Linked DNA regions of Mus musculus: regions 2 and 3 are each linked to region 1. A link is a contact called in public HiChIP or PLAC-seq and promoter capture Hi-C data. All regions are on one chromosome and are shown on one strand. Each heading gives the region's core, a stretch centred on a gene start, on an enhancer-like site or on the middle of the called end of the contact. The rest is flanking DNA. Distances are from core to core; before and after follow the strand shown. Region 1 holds the start of Top2a (topoisomerase (DNA) II alpha). Region 2 holds the start of Krt222 (keratin 222). Region 3 has its middle 21 kb from the start of Gm32249.

Region 1 (3,585 bases), core at 795-3,294:
CGCCTTCATGGGAGGGTAGTTTGGCCACACGTCCTGAGTCCCTGGCTCCTGTCGCAGCTGCAAACCCCCCCACAGCCTCCTGCAGAGAGTTGTGTGGCCATCATCGCTGTGGGTAATGCCCCATGCTCCTGGTATTCTCTCAGGACTCCACCCCCACAGTTACCTGGCAACAACTAGGTAGCCCAGCCCACTATAAAAGGAGCTGCTTGCCCCTCCTCCCCCTTGCTCTCTTAACTCTTATTCTCTTGCTCTCTTGCTCCCCCCCCCCCCACCTCTCTCTCTCTGCCTTCCCTTCAGTAGCACGCCTGGCTTCTGAACATCAAGGAAAGCCGCAGAGAGTGACACACTGGTTCTGGCACCCATAACCTAGTCAGTCTTCTGACTGGACAGAAGTCCTAGGCCGGGCAGTGGAGTCCTAGGCCGGGCAGTGGTGGCACACGCCTTTAATCCAGCACTTAGGAGGCAGAGGCAGGCAGATTTCTGAGTTCGAGGCCAGCCTGGTCTACAAAGTGAGTTCCAGGACTGCCAGGACTACACAGAGGAACCCTGTCTCGAAACAACCTGCCCCCTCCCCCCCCCCAAAAAAAAAAACACCAAAAAAAAGGTCTTAATTGCTGAGTCCCTAGTGGCCCTAAGCATTGAAGTCACCCTCCTTTATTAACACACAGGACAAGGCTAAAAACACTGAAGACAGGATCAGAACAAGGTTAAAACTCTACTCCTTTGGTTTTCCCACCAGCCAGGCCACATTTCTTCATTGGCCTTCTCTTTCACTTTGCCAGCAGGGTTGTTGTTGGACACGTGAAGTTATTTAATAATGGTTGATCTTGGGCGCCTTTTGGAAAGGAAAAATGTTTAAATTTAAGAAATTCCTTGCTGATAATAGCGATTTTTTTGAGGGTGGTGGTGGGGTTAGAGAAAGGGTTTCTCTGTGTAGCCCTGGCTGCTCTGGAACCTGCTCTGTAGACCAGGCTGGCCATAAACTCCAAGATCCACCTGCTTCTGCCTCCCAAGTGCTGGGATTAAAGGGGTGGTGTCGTCACACATAACCAGTTTATATCTACCATTTTTACTTTTAGCACAGGAAATTGAAGCTTCCTCCATCGAGAACCCACCAAGCCCCCACCTCTTATGTCAAATTGAACGGTGCTCTAGACTGCATTATGCATAGAGGGCAAATATAAAGAGCTCTTGTAGATTCCCTCAGCAGCTGACTGAGGGAGAAGTTCCCGTCTCATGAGGGCCTCTCAGCTCCACTGAAGAAGCATGAATGAATCTTTGTATCAGGGGTGATCCACAGGGAGTGTTAGTGCTGCTCGCGATTTTGCTGGCATCTCTATACTCTTCGTGTGTGGCAGCCTAAGACCGCAAGCAGAAGAACTTGCCAGAACTTTGCCAGCATTAACTCAGCGCTTCTCAACTTCCTAAGGTTGCGACCCTTCAACATAGCGTCTCATGTTGTGATGCCCTGCTACCATAATTATTCCATTGCTACTTCATAACTGTAATTTTTTTGCTGCTGTTATGAGTTGTAAGGTAAACTATCTGATATGCGACCCCCAAGAGTCACGACCCACAGGCTGAGAACCGCTGCCTTGGCCAGCCTTGAGGGAGGGATGGCGTTGTTTCCTCGGTCAGGAAAAAAAAAGGAAAACTCATCGCAGGATTAAGACTCTGTAATCTCAACAGATCTGAAATAAAGAATGAGCATCCGTTTTCTAGTTATATTCAGAAGGACGGCTTAGTCAACCACTTTGCACTTCCAAAATGCCTTCCCTCTCTTCAGAGTGTCTCTCAGAGCACATGGACCTTCCTCATTGGTCAGATTTTCTGTCAGTACCACCAACAATTGCTATTGGTCCATTTTGAAGATTCTCCCGCCTTCTTTTACCTAATTGGTTTATTCGAAAAGGCGGTCTTTTGTTCGAATAAAAGACGATCTACGATTGGTTACTGCAAACAGAGCCAATGAGAGCGAGTCGGTGATTGGTTCCTCTGATTTGGGCGGGCTAGATAAAGGTTCAAATGAAACTAGGGAAGCTCTCCTAACCGACAAGCGTCTGTGAGGGGAGCGTCCAGGTCCCGCGTCGCGCGTCGCGGGTCGCCTAGCGTTTCCCGCTGGTTTTGTCGCTTTCCGGATTCTCGAGCCTCTTCAGGACCGTCACCATGGAGTTGTCACCGCTGCAGGTACAGCTCGCGGATGGGGCCGGGTAGTAGAGCCTTTACGTGGCCTCTGCGTTCATGGCTGACGGCGAGAGTTGAGGTTCCAGGGCCGAGCGCTGGCCGGCGACCGGCTGGATCCGGTCAGCCCCATCTTCTGGGCCTTGAGGGGTCGTGGACTGGGTGAAGCTCTTTCCGAAATGATATCTATAATCTAATCTGGGTTCTTGAGTGTTGTGTTTTTATTGTTTGTGGGAGCAGGTTCAACTAGTCCTGCGATCGGTCTGTAGTCTAATGGCTTCTGTGTGACTTCCAGCCGGCTTATACTCGAATTCAGTGGCCCTCTTCCCTTCCCTGGGTGATTTGAATAACTCATCACGGAAGGTGCAGAGCATGGCAGTTCCCATTGAGGAGCTGGCCGACCGAGTGGCTCAAAAAAAGTCCAGTTTCGGGATGTGAATGTAGCCAAGGGTTTGCATTGCTAGCATCCCAACTGCTACGGGTGGATACCATCTGTAATCGGCACGAGCCTATGTCGGCACTCACTAAATATTTTCCCATTAGATGGAAGAAGTTGAGTGTAGTTTATCGATGACATAAAAAATATTACTCAAGGCAGAAATGTCCATACTTGCAGAACTAAAATACCTATTTAAACGGGCATCTGTAGCCAGACCTAGTGGGGCAGGCCTGAAATGGCAGCTGCTCCAGAGACTGAGGCAAGAGGATGCCTTAAGCTATTTAATGGGACTCTCAAAAACAGCAACAGGGGGTGAAAAAAATGGTCTGGGAATTTTGCTCAGTGGTCAGAGCATTTGCCTAGCATGTGCATGCAAGGGGGGGTGGGGGGACCTTGGGTTCCATCCCCAGCATCACGAATACTCAAACCACAGAACCTAATCACAAGGATTTTAATTGACTTGTTCGTTCAAAACTATGTAAACTCTACCAGTACCTACAAGCAGGGGATAGATGGTGATAGAGTGTATGGACTTTATCATTGTTGCAGATATTTTGTTGACCACTTCTGATAAACTTGTGGCTAAAATTAAGTTTATTTTTAATTCCCCTAATGGCTAGCCTGTAAATGAAAATATGCTAATGAACAAAAAGAAGAATGAAGATGGCAAGAAAAGATTGTCTATTGAAAGAATCTATCAGAAAAAAACACAACTGGAACATATACTGCTCCGCCCAGATACCTACATTGGCTCTGTGGAGTTAGTGACCCAGGTAAAACCAAACTAGCAAAGTGCGCTTGCTTTATTGTCATGGCATACTTTGTCAGGATTTTTTTTTTTTTTTTTACTTATTTACTGTCATTGGAACTGATCCATCATTCATGTATATACTGCAGGCGTGTGTGTGTGTGTGTGTGTGTGTATGTGTGTGTGTGTGTGTGTGTGTTTCAACATTCTAGAAGAC
Region 2 (3,585 bases), core at 779-3,278, 220 kb before region 1:
AGCAGAGTTTGAGTCCCAGTACCCGTTTTGTGCGTCTCACTCACACAATAACTACAGCTCCAAAGGATCCAGTGCCCTCTTCTGATCCCCTCAGGTATCCAGATACACACGTATCCATGCACTCACACAGACACATACACAGACCTGTATACACAAGCATAAATTAAAAACTTACACTCATAAGTTAACTCAGAAATTTAAAGGAGCAGTAAGTGGGCTCACGAGACGAGTCAGCTGGTAAAGACACTGGCCAAGAAGCCTGACGGCCTGAGTTCGATCCCTGGAGTCGCATTATGGAAGAAGAGAGATGATTCCGGATAATTATTCTCTGACCGCCACACCTGTGCCCGTGTAAAACCACACACACACACACACACACACACACACACACACACACATACACACACTTTTTAAAAGCATATCAAAGGCCCTCTGGGTTCTAGAACCAAGATCTCATTCATTCATTCATTCATTCACTCTGTAAACAACAGGCCCATTCTCAAAAATATTTCAGTCGCATCTAACAAGGCTGCCATCTTGACTGGAGATCCCCGGGAGAAGAGAAGGAAGAAGCAAGCACAGCGTTCAGCATACAGTCAAAAGTCCCTAAGACAGTGATGCTGTCATTTCAATGAACCACCTTGGGTAGGACACTTGACCCCTCTGACCACAGTTCTTCCATCTTTACAGGTCCCAGAATGAAAAGATTGGGTGGAACACCGTTGTTGGAAGAGCTGAGGGTGAGTCCCTTCAGTGTGACGTGTTCTCTACCTGCTCTCTAGTAGCAAAAGTCTCCCTCAGTGGGGGTCCCATTGCAGGGGCCGAAGGGCTCCATTTCACAAGCCTGGTAGAATTAACTCCTGGCTCCCACCCTGCTCCAGTGCCCGTCTCCAGCCTCGCCTCATCTGGAATAAGAGTGACTTCAGGAATCCACCTCAATCCCTCACACTCTACTCCTGGGCTGGCGTCCACGGCCGGCCGTTTGAGAACCACGGCTCATGACAGTCATCTGCCTCACTCGAGAGTAGAGTAGCTGTCAGAACGCTGGACATGTACAAACACATTCAGAGGACTTTCCGTAGCATTCGGGGTTTTTAAAATTAATTTTCTTAAGTTAGCATACAAAGTCACAGGGAAGCCATTTCACCATTTCCTTCCATGGGACATTGTCCTGTTTGTAGGCATCCACCTCCGCCATGGCCCTTCACCACCACCCACAACCTTACCTGTCTCATCTGAACCAGTCCCTGCCTGCTTCTTGTCACCTGTATTCCTTTAACCCTTTGTTTCCTTCTGCCTTCCCTCTCCTTTAGCATTTTGTTAAAAAATCAAAACATTTTTTTTTAAAATACTATAAAGAAAAGTTTAAACTATCATATTTGGAGCCCAGTATAATTATTTTTTTAAAAGAATTATTTATTTTATGTATATGAGTACACTGTCGCTGTCTCCAGATACACCAGAAGAGGGCATCTGATCCCATTACAGATGGTCGTGAGCCACCATGTGGTTGCTGGGAATTGAACTCAGGACCTCTGGAAGAGCAGTCAGTGCTCTTAACCACTGAGCCATTTCTAAAGCCCCCCAGTTTAATTCCTAAGCAATATGTTGGAAAAGCTAAATAAATTTCGTGTTTTATTTTGGGTTTGGGAGGTGGTTTGTTTGGGTGTCGTTGTTTCTGTTGTTTTGTTCTCCATCAGGGGTCTCACTACGAAGTCCTGACTGACCTTGAACTCAAGATCATTCTGCCTGAGTGCTAAGATAATATGCCTGCCCACTGTGACTGGCTAACTACAATTTGCTTAAGGTTGTGAGCACCCCACCCCCACAGGCAAAGCATTCACTTTGCATAGGAAACCTTTGCAGTGACCCTGTGGGTGTCATTTTCCTCTCTTCCTGGAGACTCCGAAGGTCTCTGCTGTATCAACAACAATGGGCGGGAAGGGTTTCTCAACATTTGCATAATTAATTAGCAACCCTGGAGTTTCCCCCGGCTTCTGGTGGGGGAAATGGATCTCTGCTTCTTTAAGGCTCTGCGGGGCTGTCTGCTCTGGCGACGCAGGCAGGGCAGGCTCTGCCGCAGCGGCTCATCCCATCGCTAAGGTCCAGTTAGCCAAGGTGGAGGATGGGAAAAGAATGGAGCTGTCCCAGCTCCTCAATGAGATCAGGGCAAACTATGAACAGCTCCTCACCAGAAATCAGATAGAGACGGTGTTGTCGACGCGGATCCAGGTAATGATTTCATTCAGCCAGGCACCTTCAGGATAAGGAGACAGTCCATGTCTACCCGATTCCTGTCCCGGCCTCTCTGAGGTACAGTATCTCCTTTTCCACGCAGCATCTACTGGGGAGGCGATGTAGGTGTTCCTGCACTGGGTCTGGGGTGGCAGGCAGGGAGAAAACCCTTTGGCTGTGCTGTTGAATAACCATTCAATAAATATTGATTGATGCATTGGGATTTTATAGAGATCGTAAGGTGACCGTCATTACTAAAACATGGAGTCAACAAGCAATAAAATGGTGCTCTCTGACCTCTTTGGGTTTTTTTTTTTTTTTTTTTTTTTTTTTTTTTTTTTTTTTTTCAGGAAGGAAGCATTCCAAACAACTCTTCAAAGATATTATGGAGTTAATTATAGAGGCAATTTAAATAACATCTGTAGACTCCAAGCTTGATAGTCAAGATTGTTTGCCTTGCACACTCTGGGGGGAGACAAAAAGCAAGAAAAATATTTCTAGAAGGTTTCTATCATATTTCCCAAGCACTTGGTTTCATACTGACTGTTATAAATAGAATCAACTGAGCATGTGAATGTGGCTTTGAGAACCAAGAATACAGATCTGACAATCAAAATCCCCCCAGCTGAGTAGTGAGAGACTCTACACTTAAAAGTAGCCATTTTTGCTTTGGGGGTAGAAGAACTGTTTACTTCCGACACAAAGCTTGCAAGATATTTAAAATAAATAAATGAAACAGAGCCAACTCAGACCAAGGCTCAATTCAAATCCTGTCTACTCAGTTTCAAAGTAATACCTGCCTTTAATAATTAAGGCCTCAAATTTAAATAAATTTAAAAGCAAATATTTGGGAAACAAAGTTTCAGAAACTCAGGACGGTTTTATTAGCTTACCTCTTATACCCGGGTTCAAATTGTATTCCCAGCACCTGGACACAGCAAAGAGTTTACTTAAGAACAGGGCCAAAAAACAAAAACAAAACAACAACAAAAAAATGATAGCTAAAAAAAAAAATCACAGGACTTTGTTTCGTTAGTAACTTATTGCAATATCATTATAAATTTTGCCTGTGGGTAATAGTCTTGGTTTTTAAAAAGAATGATCAGTTCAACGGATTAAACAAGGTCACCGGGCTCTTGGCTTAGATGGAGGAGAAGTTTGTTCTCTTCCCACGTGATAGAGAAAAATATTAAGAGAGGACAACTTTTGAAAATCATAAACCAAATAAAAATTTTGCAAAGTAAACTTATAAGTTGAATTTACAAGTCCCAGTGCTTGAAGTGACTTTGAATTTAAAAAAAAAAAAAAAAAAGCAAAACGTTTTGTAACATAAAAGTTCTTGAGAGAAAT
Region 3 (3,585 bases), core at 768-3,267, 170 kb before region 1:
TGCCATAGAGTGCAGCATCAGCCTTTGGCTCCTAACCCCAGGTTTGAGAGGTTTTCCTGTGGAGAAGGAACTTAGGAAGATTGACCCCACTTTGACTTAGAATATGGCAGTCAGCCCAACAGTGTCCGTAGCTTGGGCAGAACCCTGGCAACAGGCAAGGCATAGGCAGTTTCACCAAGTGGTCAGTGTTACCACATGCAGGTGGAGTTGGCGGTGCTCCACAAGAGGTTTTAAAAAAAAATTAAAAACGTGATGTCCCCCAAATACTGAATATTTTAGTAGATCAAATTTGAAAAATGGTCTCTCTGCATTCCTCTTGAACTAAGTCTCAAGACAGCACCGAGAGGAGTCCTCCCTATGACTTTGGAAGAGACCATCCTTGTTCCCAAGAGAGACATGGGGAATGGGTTAAACTAGCCTGCCGCCTCCCCAATATACCAGCTTTGCTTCTCCTGCCCTCAGTTTCCCCCAGTACCCACCCTCACCCTGTCCTGTGGGGTGTGGAAGACTTTGCACTGCCACTAACCTATCACACACACACACACACACACACACACACACACCTGCACACCTGTTTCCTAGGGTCTTTGTTAGGTCTCTCATCCCGGGTGTCAAGAAAGAAGCTCAAGCCGGACAACAGAAGGATTTCTGGCAGGTTGGTAGAGGCCAGCAGTCCTCAATCATTGCCTTGCCTCCAGCAGAAGGGAAATGACTCTCCATTGATAAGAACACCTATAGCACTTATCAGCACATCAAAGCCCATCCTGCCTCCAGGCTCCCTCAGTCTCTACTACTCACTAGTACTTGTTAGACACCTCAAAGCCTTCCTAATGGCTTACTGTCTCTCCTCACCTCCCCAGGCTTCCTATCTCCCAGATACCCACTCACTCTCCACGTAATGGCATAATGGCAATGTTGTCCCCAACCTCCCTCTCCTGCTCCTCCATCTCTCTATTCCTCATCCTCTGCTCTCGAGCCCTGGCCATATCCAAACCGTTTCTCTTTCTCTCTTCTCTGGACAATTCCAGATGCCTCTGGATAATTTCCCTCCCTTATTCACAACCAAAACATTTAATGGAGTGGCCCACGCGAGCAGTTTCTTTACTGCACCCCCCTTGCATACAGTCTTCATTCTCTATAAGGTTCTACTGTTCCATAAAACGTTTACATTTTTTGCATGATTTTTTTTTCTTGTTAATCTGTCTTTTGTTACAGAAATCCAGGCAAGAACTCAAAAGGGTTAAAGTTGGGTGAGGGAGAGTCCCTTGCTTACAAAATCAACTTTTCCACTCCTGGTCTGAGTTGTTCTAGGTCAGTGCAGCTGAAATGCCGGATAGTTAGCACAGGACCGTTTGGAAGTCTGGTAGCCTGCAACAAGCCAACTTATTTACAAGCATTTTACTGCACTAGGATCAAGAAAGGAGAGTAAGCCTGGCCTGGAGGCTCACACTGAACGACTTCAGCACTTGGAAGTTGACGTTGGAAGATTGCTGTGAATTTGAAGCCAGTCTGGCGGGCTACATGAGTTTCAGGCCAGCATGGGCCACACTGTGAGACCCAGTCTCAAAAAAAGAAGGAAGAGAAGAGCCAAGGGGGAGCGGGACCAGAGAAGTTTACAAGCATAGGGACTGCATCTCACCCAAGCATCCTTTCTCTGACAGCACTTCCTGATGGGAAGGTTAAGGGGAGAAGCAATAATCCCAGGGCTGATAGCGCCTGTGATGCGCTGTTACAAACCACCTGAAGTGGCAGGTTAGGAGCCGCCTCTTCTGCTTGGCCTCTAGCGCCCTCTACAGGAGCTTGGCAAGAACTGGCCGCAGGGACCTCGGACAAAATCTGACTCCGCTCAGTTTGAGATTGAGGAAGGGCATTTTACCACAACTGTGGGAAAGTCCCTGGGCTAACTGAAACAAGTTGGTCATCTCGCTAAATAAAGCTGAACCTAAGCTATATACAGGGATCGGACAGGGACCCGTGCGACCCTACCTTCATCTTTACGGTTGAAATGAGAACAGAGAATGAAAATGGGAACTTTCTGACTCAGTCAGTGGGACAGAACGCTGTGTCAGCCGTGGCAGCCCAGGCTGGGCAGAGAGGCTGGTAACTTTAAGTTTCCTTTGGGCCGTTAATCATTGGTCTTTCACTCATTCAACATTATTCAGTATCTGCCAAGAGCCTTACTTGGCTCAGATGAGGTCCAGTGTGATATGGTCCCCGTGCTTTGTCAAGTGGAAGAGCAATTTGAGCATAGGACAGGACCCAGGTGGCTACAGGACCTCCGAGTTGCACACTGGAGCACCAGGGCCAGCTCCCAGGGTAGCCTCTCCCAGTCCAGTGCCCTCTGCTTTGCACTGGAAAAGATTGATTCGGAGTCAGAACAACTTTGAAAGCCCGGAGGCCTGGGTGGAGTGGGGGGTAGGGATAAATCATATAAAAGTGTGTTTTTATACATTCCAGTGTCAGTGTTTGGGAAAGACTGTTCTGTGGCCTAGTTGTATTGAGAATAAGGGTATGTGACATGGATTGTAGATGAGACTGGCTGGGAAGGACACATCATGGTGGCTTTCTCTTACTTCCTTTGGGCTTGGGCTTGGGCTTGGTTAGGGTTTGGAGTCTCAGGACTGGAAGAGGAGCAGGAGGTCACAGTGGTTAGAAGAGGTGCCAGACGTTCTGCTGGACAAAGATCAAGTGCAGGGGCCATTTGTCATTCTTTCGGGGCTAAAGAAAAGCATACTGCCCAGGGTCCCTTCCCACTCACGCTCAAAGACAAGCCCTGGACCCCTGGGCAGGATGACTGCTCCAAGGGTGGGATTCAGTCTGGGCTGAGAACCAGAGCTCTTCCCAGTCTCCTCCCCTCCACTTCTCCCCTCTTGTTCCAGCTTAGCCCTGTCCCATCTCCTTCTCTCTGTTTTCTAAGAGAGAAGGGCCCAGTTCTAAGAACTCTCCGCCAGCCATCCCTCCGAGGGACAGTCATCCTCCTCCTGCCTTCTCTGCCTCACAGGACCACACAGGTGAGAGCCACCCAAGGTTTCTCATTTCTTTCTTCGGTCTTCACGATTCTCCTCGGAGCTGGGCCCAAGGCTCCTGCTGCTCAGAGCTTTCCCCTTTCCCTGGCTCTGCAACACTGATAGCAAATCCTGACTTGCATACAACGGAAGGCAAATCCTGCCTGACAGCCTGTCTGCTCTTCTGTGCTCGGGAAGACACGGGGGTAAAAGAAGAGGTAGGGAGGCGAACTCCACCTGAGGGTCTGGAGAGATAAAGTCTCACGGGGCCAGGATTTTAGACTCAGGGGACCCTTAACCAAGGCCCTTGGGAATGATAGACCAGTTTGTTGGCCTGGGGAGCACACAGAACGCTTTGTAAATGGGCTATGACATTATAGAAATCAACCAAGCCTGCAGGGTTGGGAGGAGGGTTAGTTTTTAGGGTGAGACCGGAAAGATTCTACACAGGTTTGTGCCGGCGACTTCTGTCTCTGTTGGTACACAGTGGGGTGAATGATGGGGGAGTGGAGGGGAATGGTGACCTTTGAAGATGATAACCTCTGACCCCAGAGCCTTGTTTCCAAGTAGATGAAGCTAT

The links. HiChIP or PLAC-seq counts read pairs in DNA pulled down with a chosen protein or histone mark. Capture Hi-C pulls out chosen DNA fragments and counts their contacts.
Region 2: a promoter capture Hi-C map of liver shows a contact between it and region 1. The contact joins the promoter of Krt222 here to the promoter of Top2a in region 1. A contact is called at or near these places in 16 of 39 promoter capture datasets (the 3T3-L1 cell line, 3T3-L1-derived adipocytes, the C10 cell line and 13 more), 1 of 15 datasets of contacts at CTCF or cohesin (large pre-B cells), 6 of 484 Hi-C or Micro-C datasets (CD8 T cells, the G1E-ER4 cell line, cerebral cortex and 2 more), 16 of 115 datasets of contacts at active chromatin or transcription factors (CD8 T cells, the SCID.adh cell line, T-cell acute lymphoblastic leukemia and 10 more) and 3 of 9 other capture datasets (adipose tissue, liver and pancreatic islet).
Region 3: an H3K4me3 HiChIP or PLAC-seq map of bone marrow-derived macrophages shows a contact between it and region 1, with 2.7 times the contacts expected there. The contact joins the enhancer-like site here to the promoter of Top2a in region 1. A contact is called at or near these places in 7 of 39 promoter capture datasets (the C10 cell line, cranial neural crest, frontonasal cranial neural crest and 4 more), 1 of 484 Hi-C or Micro-C datasets (CD4 T cells), 10 of 115 datasets of contacts at active chromatin or transcription factors (bone marrow-derived macrophages, craniofacial prominence, embryonic forebrain and 4 more) and 2 of 9 other capture datasets (adipose tissue and liver).

What each region holds. Positions count from the first base shown.
Region 1 is chr11:99,022,648-99,026,232 of GRCm38.p6, reverse strand. Top2a (topoisomerase (DNA) II alpha) reads left to right here and starts at 2,044. Exons shown (of 36, transcript NM_011623.2): 1 at 2,044-2,187; 2 at 3,241-3,393. The coding sequence starts at 2,167.
Region 2 is chr11:99,242,590-99,246,174 of GRCm38.p6, reverse strand. Krt222 (keratin 222) reads left to right here and starts at 2,028. Exons shown (of 6, transcript NM_172946.3): 1 at 2,028-2,232. The coding sequence starts at 2,137. It overlaps Gm32385 (a long non-coding RNA gene), which reads right to left and starts at 2,280. Exons shown (of 4, transcript XR_389025.3): 1 at 2,193-2,280.
Region 3 is chr11:99,187,678-99,191,262 of GRCm38.p6, reverse strand. No RefSeq gene overlaps it. Among named protein-coding and RNA genes, the nearest start is that of Gm32249, 21 kb to the right of the region's middle. Within about 2 kb of position 2,017, at least 32 of the 459 cell types and tissues checked have an H3K27ac peak or open chromatin away from gene starts, as enhancers often do. A contact at or near this core is called in bone marrow-derived macrophages and microglia, where this site is marked.